Regions from separate parts of the Hordeum vulgare genome. Here region 2 is linked to region 1. A link is a contact called in public Hi-C data. All regions are on one chromosome and are shown on one strand. The core of a region is the stretch at or near the end of the contact, and the rest is flanking DNA. Distances in the headings are between cores, read along the strand shown. Region 1 has its middle 66 kb from the start of LOC123398970. Region 2 holds the start of LOC123434184 (kinesin-like protein KIN-7K, chloroplastic).

Region 1 (7,010 bases), core at 1,289-3,788:
GAGAGCACCCAATACCGAGGACACTGAGAGGCTTTTGGAGATGGACAAAGCTCGAGGGTTTCCAGGTATGCTCGGGTGTATGGATTGCATGCATTGGAAACAAAAAAACTGCCCAAAAGCATGGCATGGACAATTCAAGGGTCGTGCGAAGGATGCCACTATCATTCTTGAGGCAATTGCCGATCATGAAACATGGATTTGGCATGCATATTTTGAGATGTCTGGATCTTGCAATAACATCAACGTGCTCGACCGGTCACCTTTGTTTGCCAAGTTAGCAAATGGAGAAGCACCACGAGTGACCTTGGAAGCAAATGAACGCACATATAACTATGGGTACTATCTTGCAGATGGGATCTACCCAAGGTAGAGAAGATTTGTCAAGCCGGTTGCAGAACCCGAAGGTAAGAAAGAACTTGTCTTCACAATGCACAAGCGGTCGTTAGAAAATATGTTGAGAGGGCTTTTGGGATTTTTCCATCTCAATCTTCTATTGTGCGAGGACCATCTAGATTCTCGGATCATAAGATTCTTTGGTCCATCATGACTACTTGCGTGATTATGCACAATATGATCATTGAGAACGATCATGGACAACATTTATATTACAATTTCTATCACTTGATGGGCATTTCTGTTAACCCTATGCGAAAAACAGCGCATCAGACGTTTCATGAAGGTGTACAACGAAATTAGAGACTATGATGTGCATGATCAATTCAAGAAAGATTTGATGAAAGAGCATTGGAAATGGCAGGCCGAAAGAGCCGCATACATTCATTATTTGTTTGTGAAAAATTATGTTGTATTGTGCAAAAATATGTTGTATTTGTGTTGCATCTGTTCTCGTAAATTTGAAGAACTGTGTAGTAATTTGATATTGTGGACATGTATAATTTTTTTATGTTGTTTTTAGATTTTTTTTGTAATATGTGTGGTTGTACAGTGTCTGAACAACAACCGCGCGGCCACCAACTGGTTTTGCATCTACGTTCTGGACCATCTGTTGAAGTTTTTTTTTTTTTTTTTACATCTCTGTTTTAGACCATCCGTTGTAGTTAAACCTTGTCCAGAGATGTAAAAATTATTTTTTAATGCTCGAAATGTGGACCATCACCAATTTATAAAATATTAAAATATACATCATCTATTAAAGATGCTCTTAAGATGTTCTAGTTGATTACTGCGGTCACTCTAAACAAAGACGTCGTGAATTCTAGTCACGCCGAATGCACTCTCTTTTGAAGTTTAACAGAAATCGTCGTTTGCACTCTATTTTGAAGTTTAATAGAAAATCAAAGGCGTCATATAGTGCAAATCCTCTTTGGCGCGACACGCACCCGTTATAGTGCAATTTGGGCCGACAAATCTTGACTTTTTTTTCTGATATAAAGACACAAAAATGAGCAGCGGTGCGAGGTATCGAACTCTAGATCAAGTTAATAGGCAGTAACCACCGCGCTACCTCGCCTCACCTGATGAGTAACATTGGTTTGCATCTTTTATTATTTACTTTTTTCTTTTCTGTTTTTCATTTTTGTTTTTGCGTTTTTCATTTCTTTTTTAATTTTTCTTCTTCCAGTCACGATGATTGTCTTTTTTTATAATTTGTGAACTTTTTCTTCAAATTGATGAACGTTTTTCAAAGTAGTTGAATTTTTTTCATATTTAATTTATTTTTTGAAAAATTGATGAACTTTTTCCCCCAAATTAACTAATCTTTTTTTCAAATTGGATGAACTATTTTACAAACAGACGAACTTTTTTAAATGTGTTGTATTTTTTAAATTTATGATCTTTTTTCTAATTTCTATGACCTTTTTGCAAAATTGATGAGAGTTGTTTCAAATCTATGATTTTTTTTCAAATTTTATGAACAAAAATCATGAACCTTTTTCAGGTTTTTAAACTTTTCTCCAAAATGATGAACTTTTTTCAAAAATCCATAAACTTTTTTTAAGAACGAAGAAATTTTATTCAATATCGATGAACTTTAATTGATAATTGATGATTTTTTCCAAAATTGATGAACTTTTTTCAAAATTGATTTTTTTCAAAGAACGAAGAACTTTTATTCAAAATTGATGAACTTATTATTGAAAACAGATGTAGTATTTTTATAACTTATGAACCTTTTTATAAATTGAATGTATCTTTGCAAAACGATGAACTTTTTTCAAAATTGATGAACTTTTTCAACTTTGAACCTTTTTGAAATCGTTGAATTTTTTTAACTCATGAAAATTATTTGAATTATTGGTTTTTTGGGTTATGTAAACTTTCAAATTTTCTTCAATTTTTTTAAAATCACAATTTTCTACTTTATATATGCAATAAATTGTGTGGCTATACTTACTTCTTAAATAGTGTGCGCCCTAATGATTTACTAAAGGCTGTTTGGTCTAGTGGTTGGGCAACTCACGAGAGCCGATTTTTGCGTTATTAATGATTTTTCACGGTGCTGCGTTTAGTGGAATGGGCCAGCTTCAAAATTGGCCCAACAAAGTAACCGTGCAGGCGCCAAGTTGGATAAGGGTTCGCATCATATGGGCTTTGGGTCTTAACATGTCCGTGATCATAGAAATCAAAGGAAAAAACAGGCCCACACATGAACGAGGAATTAATTATAGACGGGTATAACAGTTTCTTTTTAGTCCTTACCTAATACTAAAGCGGCTACTCCTTCTGTCCGTTCACCGTCGTGGTAGTTTCGCAAAACATTCCCTATGTTTACGAGAAATCAACCAGCAGTCCCGTCATAAGTCAGCCCCGAACCGGTACACAGGAGAGAAAAAACATCGCCCAACACGACCATTCCTCCTCGATCCCATCTTGACCTCCATCCCGCCGCCACCTCGTGCCCCGTGTCGCCGGCCCCACACCGCGTCGACCGGGACCGCGTCCTTCCCCAAACGACGGCGATGATGGAGGACGTCGCCCAGGTCATCTCCACCTCCATCCCGCCACCACCTCCTCCCCCGTGCCGCCTGCCCCACACCGCATCGACCGGGACCACGTCTTTCCCCAAACGACGGCGATGATGGAGGGCGCTGCCCAGCTCCTGACCGACGGATTCACCGGTTCCATGCTCCTCGGGGACAACCCCTCCCCCGTGACGGGTCGCGCATCATCTTGGAAGCCCATTGGGGCTATCGCCGGTGCTAGAGTCCTGCGCGGCCTTGTGGGCGGGGGACAGAGCGGCGGGGTCCATGGTCCGATGTCGATGTGGTGCTACGCCGACCATCCTGGTGTGGCGTTGATGGATCTGGCGATGGGTGCGGCGTTTTGCTCGGTGGTGACGACATCCTCTTAATCTAGAGAAAGAGAGAGATACACGGTGTGAGGGGGATAGGAAAGATGCTGGAATTCTATCTACTTTTGGGCCATCCCAATATATCATTTCAGAAATTCCTAATAAATCCTAGAGGCCCACGCAACCCATTTGTGCAAGGCAAGAGGTGGAAAAGTTTAGTCCCACATTGCTAGTTTAGTGGATGTTGAACCTCCTTATAAGGGAGGATGTTTCCAAACATGTATGAGCATGAGAACAAGAGAGACATACACGCGCGCTCCTCCTCTTCCGCCACCCACCTCGCCTCGTCACGACGTGTCGCGGGTTGCGGGAATGAATTCCGAGCCGAACTAATTTTTTGCCACGCACGACTGGTATACGAAAGGTCACTCGAAAGTTGAACGTTTTTTTGCTGTAGTAGACATTGAACACAAACGCTGCACCCTTTGGCTGTTGTCTGTTCGTTTCATCTCCATCGTTCTCTCCAGCTCCCGTCACTGGCCTCTTGCCTCCTTCTCGTGCGCCTATAAGATAGAGGTCGCTCCTCTCTCGAGAGACGCATCAGAACTTCCTCTTGCCACCGGTTCCAAACTCTGTGCTGCTGCTACGTTCTTCCCTATCCCGGTTTGCAGCGTGCACTGTAGGTAAGGACAATAGATCTCCGAAACCCCGTCTCTTTGGATCCTGTACGGGAGAAGGGCGATAAGGTTTTTGGGGAGCTCTCAGCGCGACTACTGGCTTTCATCACGGACACAGACGATCACTTCCCGGACGACGACTTCTTCCCCGACGTGGACCACCTCTTCGGCATCATGGCCAACGACAACGCCAACACCAACTCCACTGTTGCTGCTACTGCAACTCAGTACGTGTTTGTGTTCCTTTTGTTTGAGTTCCTACCGCAACTTTTTGTTGTAGTCTCTTTTCTAGATATGTTCTGTTCCCGCTCATCTTGTCATATGCTTATTGCATACTCTCTCTATTATCACATGCTTTATCTTATAATTGCTATGGTAGTTGTGATTTATCTATTATTTCTGCTAGTAAAATCACTTGGTAAATCACTCATATTTCCAACAATCCAAAAACCTTATTATATGCAATTTACTCCGAGTGGTTTTGCTGCTTCCATGAGACCTCTTATATTTGAGGGTATCCACTATAAGAGGTGGCGAGTGAGAGTCGTTCTATGGTTTCAAACCATGAGCTGCTTTGATGCCACACTTGGCAAACCTGAAGGAGATTATGATACTCAACAGGAACAAGCTTTCCAGAAAATGGATACCTTGTTTAAGGCTGCTCTCTTGAGTGTTCTTGGTGAGAACATAGTTGATGCGTATGCGTCAATTGATAATGGAAAAGATATGTGGGATGCACTCGAGGCCAAGTTTGGGGTGTCGGATGCTGGCACTGAGCTGTACATCATGGACAAATTCTATAACTAGAGGATGACTGAAGAGCGCTCCATGGTTGAGCAAGCTCACGAGATACAGTCATTTGCTAGAGAACTTGAGCACTTCAATTGTATGCTACCAGACAAGTTTGTTGCCGGAGGCATCATCAATAAACTTCCTCCTTCGTGGAGGAACTTTGCTACCTTACTCAAGCATAAGAGGCAGGAGTTTTCCGTTCCGGATCTCATTGGTACTCTTGATGTGGAAGAAAAGGCGAGAACAAAAGACACACATGCTCGAGGTATTGAGGGAGGATCTAGTGCCAATCTGGTACACAAGAAACACTTCCAACCCCACAATTTCAAGAACAAAGGGCAAGTTTGATGGTTAAGCAAAGTTCGATGGGAAGAAGAAGGTTGTACATCACACCAACTTCAAGAAGAAGAATGACAAGAAGAAAGGTGTTGGTCATGTGTGTGGAGATCCTGATCATTGGCCACCTAACTGCCCTAACCATTATGACAAGCGTCAACATGGGAAAGGTGGCAAGACCTCTAATGTTGTCATTGGTGACACTAACGTGAATGATGTTGGGTATGGTATATTTCCCACTATTCTTTCAGTTTGTCATTTCCCCGATTGGTTGATTGACATGGGTGCTGATGTGCATGTATGCGGTAATATTTCCATGTTTTCGTCTTATCAGACCACAGGGACTTCCACCGTGCTGATGGGCAACAATTCAAGTACTTCTATTCGTGGTGTTGGCACGGTCTATCTAAAGTTTACTTTTGGAAAGGTCGTGCGGCTGAAGAACGTGCATTATGTCCCCGCCGTCAATAAAAATCTTGTTAGTGGATCTCTTCTGTGTAGAGTGCCGATGGGCAACAGTTCAAGTACTTCTGTTCGTGGTGTTGGCACAGTCTATCTGAAGTTTACTTCTGGAAAGGTCGTGCAGCTGAAGAACGTGCATTATGTCCCCACCGTCAATAAAAATCTTGTTAGCGGATCTCTTCTATGTAGAGATGGCTACAAGCTTGTATTTTAGTCGAATAAATTTGTAATATCCAAGTATGGAACTTTTATTGGTAAAGGCTATGAGCCAGGAGGCCTGTTCCGTTTATCCTTGTCAGATGTTTGCAATAAAGTTGTTAATCATGTTTGCAACAATAGTGAATCAAATGTATGGCATTCGCGTCTCTGTCATGTTAATTTTGGTTGCATGTCGCGACTAGCCAAATTGAACTTAATCCCTAGTTTTACCAATGTCAAGGGATCTAAGTGTCAAGTTTGTGTGCAAGCCAAACAACCTCGTAAGTCTCACAAGACTGCCAAAACAAGAAATCTTGCACCACTAGAGCTCATACATTCAGATCTATGTGAAATGAATGGTATTTTGACAAAAGGTGGAAAGAAATATTTCCTGACATTAATTGTTGACTCCACTAGATACTGCCAAGTGTATCTTGTGAAATCTAAGGATGAGTCTTTGAACTATTTCAAGATCTATAAAGCTGAAGCGGAAAACTAACTCGATAGAAAGATCAATAGGCTTATGTCCGATCGTGGTGGGGAGTATTTCTAAAATGAATTTGATTCCTTCTGTGCGGAACATGGTATAATCCAGGAGAGCACGCCTCCCTATTCACCTCAGTCAAATGGGGTAGCCAAAAGAAAGAACCGTACTCTAATTGATTTGGTTAACGACATGTTAGACACATCGGGTCTCTCCAAGGCATGGTGGGGGTAGGCGATATTGACTGCATGTCATGTCCTAAACCGAGTTCCCACAACGAACAAAGAGATAACTCCATTCGAGGAATGGGAGAAGAAAAGGTTAAAACTCTCTTATCTACGAACCTGGGGTTGTTTGGCGAATCTCAATGTGCCAATTCCGAAGAAGCGTAAGCTAGGACCAAAAACTGTGAATTGTGTTTTCCTCGGATATGCTTTTCGTAGCATTGGCTATAGATTATTGGTTGTAAAATCTGAAGTATGTGACATGCATGTTGGTACAATCATGGAGTCGAATGATGCGACTTTCTTCAAAGATATCTTTTCCATGAAGGATATGCCTACCTCATCTAATCAGGAGATGCCTAGTTCATCAAATCATGAATTAGTTACAATTAATGAACCTACAATTTCGATGGAACATTTTGAAAATTCGGTGGAGGAAAACAATGAAGTTCCTACCAGAAGCAAGAGACAGAGGACTGCAAAGTCCTTTGGTACCGATTTTCTTGTGTATCTCATAGATGACACTCCAAGTTCTATTTCAGAGGCCTATGCATCTGATGATGCTGACTATTGGAAGGAAGCGG
Region 2 (7,010 bases), core at 1,205-3,704, 150 kb before region 1:
ACATGCCAGAGAACTATATAGAGCCTTGTTGGTGTCTACATTCTAATGCATCTCAACAGTGAACCACAGTTCTTGAATTTGCAAATAAATACCTTCAGATTGAATTTCGAATATATGTACATCTCAGGAGGCAAAAACTAAAATGAACAAAACCCTGTGTAAGTATGAACATAGGACCCCCCCCCCTCCACATGTCCAATACCCCGCATATCAAAGGTGATCAAATCCATCTGTATATCTTTATATGAAGCCACGAATCATGCCACAAACTTCAATGAAACTTCAGGGATCTGCAGTACCCAGCTCAGCACTTCCCAACATCTCAGAGGAAACAGCATCCTTGCTTCTGGATAAGCTTTATTATGGTTTAATGCCCACATTGGACACTCTTGTGAGCAAAAGAACGATCTCATAAACTGTATCCATACCATAGGCTTCGTAGGCTATGTGTGAATGTGAAGTACACCCATCATCAGTCTAGATTTCAAAACGCCCTTCTAAATCATAGGCTACATAGGCTATGTGTAAATGGGTGGGCATAAGATTGTCTTATCACTGTGCCTTTTAACAACATAGATCAGATAATATCATAATGCACTCCATACTACTCATTGTACTTAACGAATAAGCACATACCCAAGCAAGATAAGTCAAAATGTCCATATGCATATACGTTGTATCTAATACTCCCTCCGTCCCAAAATTCTTGTCTTAGGTTTGTCTAAAAATGGATGTATCTAAATACTAAGATGTGACTAGATACATTCATATATAGATAGTTCTTAGACAAGAATTTTGGGACGGAGGGAGTACACAAGTAGTGAAAGCATACACTGAGAATTGGAACTTCTCTCTCAGGTGTATATAATGTAGAAGCAACAAATCCACGCCCGAAAAGCCACAAACTGATGATATATATGTTCTTAACTACTCCAGCAATCTGGCTGGCATGTGCCCGTTCCTAAATTACCAGCCAACACCAATGTTTCCCTTCACAAATATTCTGTATCTATAGCTTGAACAAGCTTTCAAGCATCCACTGGTCATGGAGAACAAATTGGGCCATGGGACCTGTACTAGCATTGCCTATGTAAACCGTAAATCTCGCCGTCAAGTCAACTGAAATTCACAGCATACTTAGTAAGGGCAATTGAGAGCTCACGGTCTTCTGCAGTCTCCATGAAAACAGTCTTCAAGGCATACTGAAGTCAACACTAGTTGTCGACTAAACAATACCAGCTGCCTCTTAAGAAAATGTGAACCAGGACTAAAATTTTCAGTTCTTCCTCCCTTGTCTTGGCTCTTATGAATTCGTCAGCCCACAATACTAGCGACTCCATACTAATTTCAGTAGTACCTCACTTATGGTGTAAAGCATGTACTCCCTCGTCCCAAATTACTTGTTGCGGAAAGGATGTACCTAGACGTATTTTTACAAGGGAATTTGTGACTATGTATAAACATCATATATCAGTTAAAGCGTGTATGTGACTGTGTAAGCATGCATATTTCACCAATGTACCCAGGAAAAAGAATTGCATCCAATAGCCGAACCGAACCAATGTCATCCTCAAAATTTGCATGAATAATCCAAGCTCCCAAATCACAGAAAGCTGAAATGTACTATTCAGGTACCTAACTTACCAAATCACCAATCCCACAACCTACATTGCCAAATCCCCAAATATACCGACGAAGCAACAAAGCTCAGCTGCTTACCATAACCATAAGCCGATGGCTGGACGTAGTCACACCGCACAAGACGATCCCCATCGGGATACCACGTGATCTCGTCGCCGCGCTGGATCTCCCGTTCGCTGCAACCACATCGAATCCAGCTCAAATCAGTCGGAATACTGGCAACCGCGCCGCGGCAGAAACACACGGCAACAGCGGCCGCAAGCAGATCCCCGCAGCCCCCTTCCCAGATCCCCACCTGAGTGGCCGGAAGCGGATGGTGACGGAGATGCTGTCGCCTGATCGGGAGGTGTCCTCAATGACGAGCTCGTCCGCGCTAGGGAACGGCACCGGAGCAGGAGCCGGCGGCGGGGCGGGGGCGGAGCGGCGTCCGGGGGTGGTGGACCTCGAGCCCCCGCCCCCGCCGCCGCCGTACGAGGAGACGGAGGATGACGAGCGCGGGATGAGCCGCCCGGCCATGTAGGAGCTGGAGGAGGAGGAGGATGTCGGCGGGCGGCGGCTCCCCGCGGAGAACGGCGAGCTGCTCCGCCTCGACGAGGACGACGAGGACGGCCGCGACGACATCGCGGATCTCGCACGCACGCGGCGGCGGGGCGCTGCTCGGCGCGGCGCGACGCGGGGGGGCGCGAGGCGGAGAGGGAGGGGAAGGTATCCGAAGGTCAGAGGCTTCACATGGCCTGCTGCTCCATTCAATCCAAAAGAGAAGGGAGGCCGCTGCGTCGCGAGATTTTAAAAGCGAGACGACACGCAGCAGCAGTATCAGAAGCGGCACGGGAGGAAGGAGGCGGGGGAAGAGGAGGCTGTACTGGCGCTGGCGCTACTACCCCGGCTCGACGCAGCGTAGGTGGGGGCCACGTCGGCCACGTGGCGGCGCAGTAACACTGGGATGCTGGGGCTGGTACGCCCGCGCGGCCCACCCGTCGGCGGCGGCGGTGGGGGCTCGGGTGATTTGAAATGGGGAGGACGGGGAGGCGGGTTGCGTGCGGCGGGCGGGAATGACTGCGGCGTGTTTCGCTTTCTGCGGGAGTTTTTATTGTCCTCGGGGAAAGGGAAGCGGTGGCCGGTGGGAAGAGGGAAGAGGGACGGCAGGGTCCAGGGTCCAGGGGCGTGAGGTGGGGAAAAAAAACTGAGGTGCGGTGGCGAGAGTGAGACGGGTGGTGGCAGCGTGCGGCTTTCCTGGAGGGGCACGCGATCTGCTGCCACTGCGGCAGCTGAGCGCTGACGCTCTGGGGGAGCTGGTTGGTGCGTGCGGTCAACAGCTTTTGGCCCTGTTTGATACTCTAACTCGGTTAGAGGTTAGAGTTAGATTCTAACTCTAGACTAACCCTAAACTAACTCTAACCAAAGAGGTGTTTGGATGGAAGGGTTAGATTGCCAATAAATGCATTTTTTTCAATTATTTGGCTTCTTTATCTAGGATTTTGTGTGGTGGAGGGAGAGAGAAAAGTAACTTTTTTAGGCCCCACCTAACTCTAACCCAAAAAAGCACCTCTTGGATGGGTTAGATTTTTGGGGTGTGTTAGATGCATCTAACCCACTCTAACACGCCCTGTTTGGATTTTTAAGGGTTAGATGAGTTCAATCTAACCAACTTTAACTCTAAATCTAGGATCCAAACAGGGCCTTTGCTCGGTTCGTTGGGCTTTTTAAACCCGGCGTTTTATTTGCTTGCTTATGATGGGATTTAAAATACGAATTTCAACTTGCGAAAGAGACCGCCGCTCGTCTGGAGTCGTAGTACCGACTGCCGAGTATGTTTGGCACCGCAGTTGTGAATATGTGGTAGTAGACGAAGACAATCTGGACATTGTCTTTTCCGTCCTCTTAATTTAAACGAAGTCTAATTGATCTGAAATTTTTTAAAGATTTTTTCTGAATCAAAAAAAATATCAACAAACAAAGAAAGAAGACTCGGAGTCACATGAGGACCTCACAAGCCAACCCGGCACGGCCTCAGCCTGCGTCCTGTTGGCTTATGGGCCCCTCGAGGCTCTCCCGACTCCGTTCTTTCGTTTATAATTTTTCAAATAACCTAAAAACCCTCGAGGCAATATCGAAACACTTTTTACATCGCCGCAAGTTTCTGTTCCGTCGGTAGATCATTTGGAGCTTCGTTTCGACACCCTGCGGGAGGGGGATCGATCACGGAGGGCATCTTCATCAATCTTGTTGCCCTTGTGATGATGTGTCAGTAATTCATCACACACCTACGAGCATGTAGCTACTACTAGATGGCAATCTCTCTCCCCCCCTCTCTCTCTTGACATTTAATACAATTTCTTCGATGAGAAAAGTACGAAGATGCGATGATCTTTGTATTGAAGATCAAGAGATAGAAAGATTGTCGTTTAGATACTAACTACGGACCCGTAGGTGTGTGGTGAACTACTCACATATCATCACGAGGGCACCAAGGTTGATGAAGAGGTCCTCCATGATCGATCCCCCTCCGATAGAGTGTCGGAACGGAGCTCCAGATGGAATCGCTATGGATCACAGACTTACGGCGATGTAAAAAGTGTTTCGTATATATCTATAGGGTTTCTGAAATATTTGAAAATTTAGATGAGAGAACGAGGCAAGAGGGCCACACGGAGGCGACAAGGCATCACGGCGCGGCCACCCCCTGTGGTCGCGCCATGTTGCCTTGTGGGCTCCTTGTGTTGCTTTAGGTCTCCTTCCGAAGCTTCAGGTCTTCTTTTGGTTTGGAAAAAATCATAAAAAAGTTTCATGGAAATTGGACTTCGTTTGGTATTAAAAACGTGAAAAACAAAAAACATGCAGAAAACAACAACTCGCACTGGGCACTGGGTTAATAGGTTAGTGATAAAAATAATATAAATTGATGCATTATGATCCAAAAAGTATTTTAAGATGGTAATATAACAGCATGGAATAATCAAAAATTATAGATACGTTGGAGATGTATCATGCACAAAGCAATAAAAATTGCTCCTAAACATGTATGGTCTTTTATTGTAAGAGAAAATATTCTTTGTACGATCTTGTGATGGCAAATAAATAAAAGTGAGAGATTGTGTGATAAAGTTTGCTATCATAAATGGCAATATAAAGTGATGTTTCTTTCCATTAAGAGTTTGCACATCTAAAAATAAAAAGTGGATGACAACCTCTCCTTCCCTCTGTGAAGGCCCTATTTTTTACTTTCATGTATTTACTTTTATGCAAGAGTCAATAATGTTTATTCGTGTTCCTACATATTAACTCTCTAGTTAGCAAGCATCATATGTTGGGGAAAGATTCATATATATATATATATATATATATATATATATATATATATATATATATATATATATATATATATATATATATATATATATATATATATATATATATATCCAGTTGGATATAGGTGGTCACGATTCATTATTGTTGACATTATCCTTGAGGTAAAATAGTTGGGTGGCAAAAACAATAAAGTCTCTATCTTTCTATGTGTCCGATGAAAGCATTAGCTCCAAAATTATGCAATGAGTGTTGGCAATCATAGAAGACTAAATGATAGTTGAGTATGTGAACTTGCTGAAATGAGAGCTCTTACATAGTTTCTTCTTGAAATATGATGGATTAAGATTGTCTCAATGACTAAGAACATAGTTTGTTGATTGTCAATAAAGTTTATGCTTCATACTTCAATGTTATGGATAGATTAATACTTTTTCATGAGAATTTATATGATAAAAAGTTTGTTGCTATGTTAATATTTATGATAATTTCGTGTTTGTATTTTGTTTTTATCGACAACTCTCTCTCAAATCATGTGGTCGTTATTATCGAGTTCGACTTTTGCTTGAGGGCAAGCGAGGTCTAACCTTGGGGGAGTTGATACGTCCATTTTTCATCATGATTTCCTATTGATATTTATGTTGTTCTTGGTCATTATTCCACTTTATGATACAATTCTTATGCCTTTTCTCTTTGAATTTACAAGGTACATAACAAAGAGGGCAATCGCGGGGAACTGAAATTCTGGACCTGAAAACCAAGAAAGAGGGTGAAAGTTCACTAGACTCCAAATGACCTGAAACCTCATGGAGAATTTTTATGGAATGTATAAGAATTATTACGCCCAAAGAATACTATAGGAGGACCACCTTCTGGCCACAAACCAACATGGCGTGCCCACCCCCCTAGATGCGCCATGTTAGCTTCTAGGGACCATGCAGGTGCCCTCGTTCCCCTCTTCTCCTATAAGGTGTGTTTTGACCTGAAAAAAATCAAGAGGATACTTTCAGGACGAAGCACCGCCATATCGAGGTGGAGACCTGGACAGAGGCCCTTTTGCTCCCTGTTAGAGAGATACTGCCAGGGAAACTTCCCTCCACGAGGGGAAGATCGAAGCCATTGTCATCACTCATCACCAACGCTTCCTACTTCGTGGGAGGACCAATCTTCATCAACATCTTCACTAGGACCATCTTATATCAAACCCAAGTTCATCTTCTATACTCAATCTTCGTCACAAAACCTAAGACTCGTACATTTGGGTTACTAGTACTGTTGATTACATCTCGTAGTTGATCCTAGCTGGTTTATTTGGTGGAAGATCTTATCTTCATATGCTTAATTCTCATTATTGCACCTCTAATCTTGAACATGTTAATGATGTGTGAGTAGTTACTTTTGTTCATGAGGACATGGGAGAAGTCTTGTTATGAGTAATCATGTGAAGTTGGTATTCGCTCGATATTTTGATGATATGTATGTTTTTCCTTTCTTAGTGGTGTGGTGTGAACGTCGACTACATGACACTTCATCATATTATGGGCCTAAAGGGAAGGCATTGTATAGTAATAAGTACATGATGGGTTGGTAGAGTGACACAAGATTAAACCCTAGTTTATGTGTTATTTCATAAGGGGGTGAATTTGGATCCACTTGTTTCATACTATGGTTAGATTTATCTTAATTCCTCTTTCGTAGTTGCGAATGCTCGCTGATACGTCCATTTTGCATCATAAATTACTATTGATATTTGTGTTATTCTCGTCCATTATCCCCTATTAACATACAATTATTATGTCCTTTCTCTCTGAATATGCAAGGTACATCACTCAGAAGGAAATATCTGGGAAACTGGAATTCTGGATCAGGAAACCGAGAAAAAGGCAAAAACATCAACTTTCTCCAAATGACCTGAAATTTTATAGAGATTTTTTCCGGAATATCTAAGAATTATTGGGCCAGAAATATACCAGAGGGGGGCCACCTACTGTCCACAAGGCAACAGGGTGCGGCCACCCCTGTGGGAACGAAAGTATGTCTAAAGGGGGGTGATTAGACTACTT

What was found. A called contact is a pair of places that touch in the nucleus more often than the background predicts.
Region 2: a contact with region 1 is called in a Hi-C map of leaf, with 3 times the contacts expected there. The contact joins the promoter of LOC123434184 here to the enhancer-like site in region 1. A contact is called at or near these places in 1 of 6 Hi-C or Micro-C datasets (leaf) and 1 of 1 datasets of contacts at active chromatin or transcription factors (embryo).

What each region holds. Positions count from the first base shown.
Region 1 is chr1H:329,927,454-329,934,463 of MorexV3_pseudomolecules_assembly, reverse strand. No RefSeq gene overlaps it. Among protein-coding and RNA genes, the nearest start is that of LOC123398970, 66 kb to the right of the region's middle. Within about 2 kb of position 2,538, at least 1 of the 3 cell types and tissues checked has open chromatin away from gene starts, as enhancers often do. A contact at or near this core is called in leaf, where this site is marked.
Region 2 is chr1H:330,077,636-330,084,645 of MorexV3_pseudomolecules_assembly, reverse strand. LOC123434184 (kinesin-like protein KIN-7K, chloroplastic) reads right to left here and starts at 2,454. Exons shown (of 25, transcript XM_045115498.1): 1 at 1,937-2,454; 2 at 1,720-1,817. The coding sequence starts at 2,262.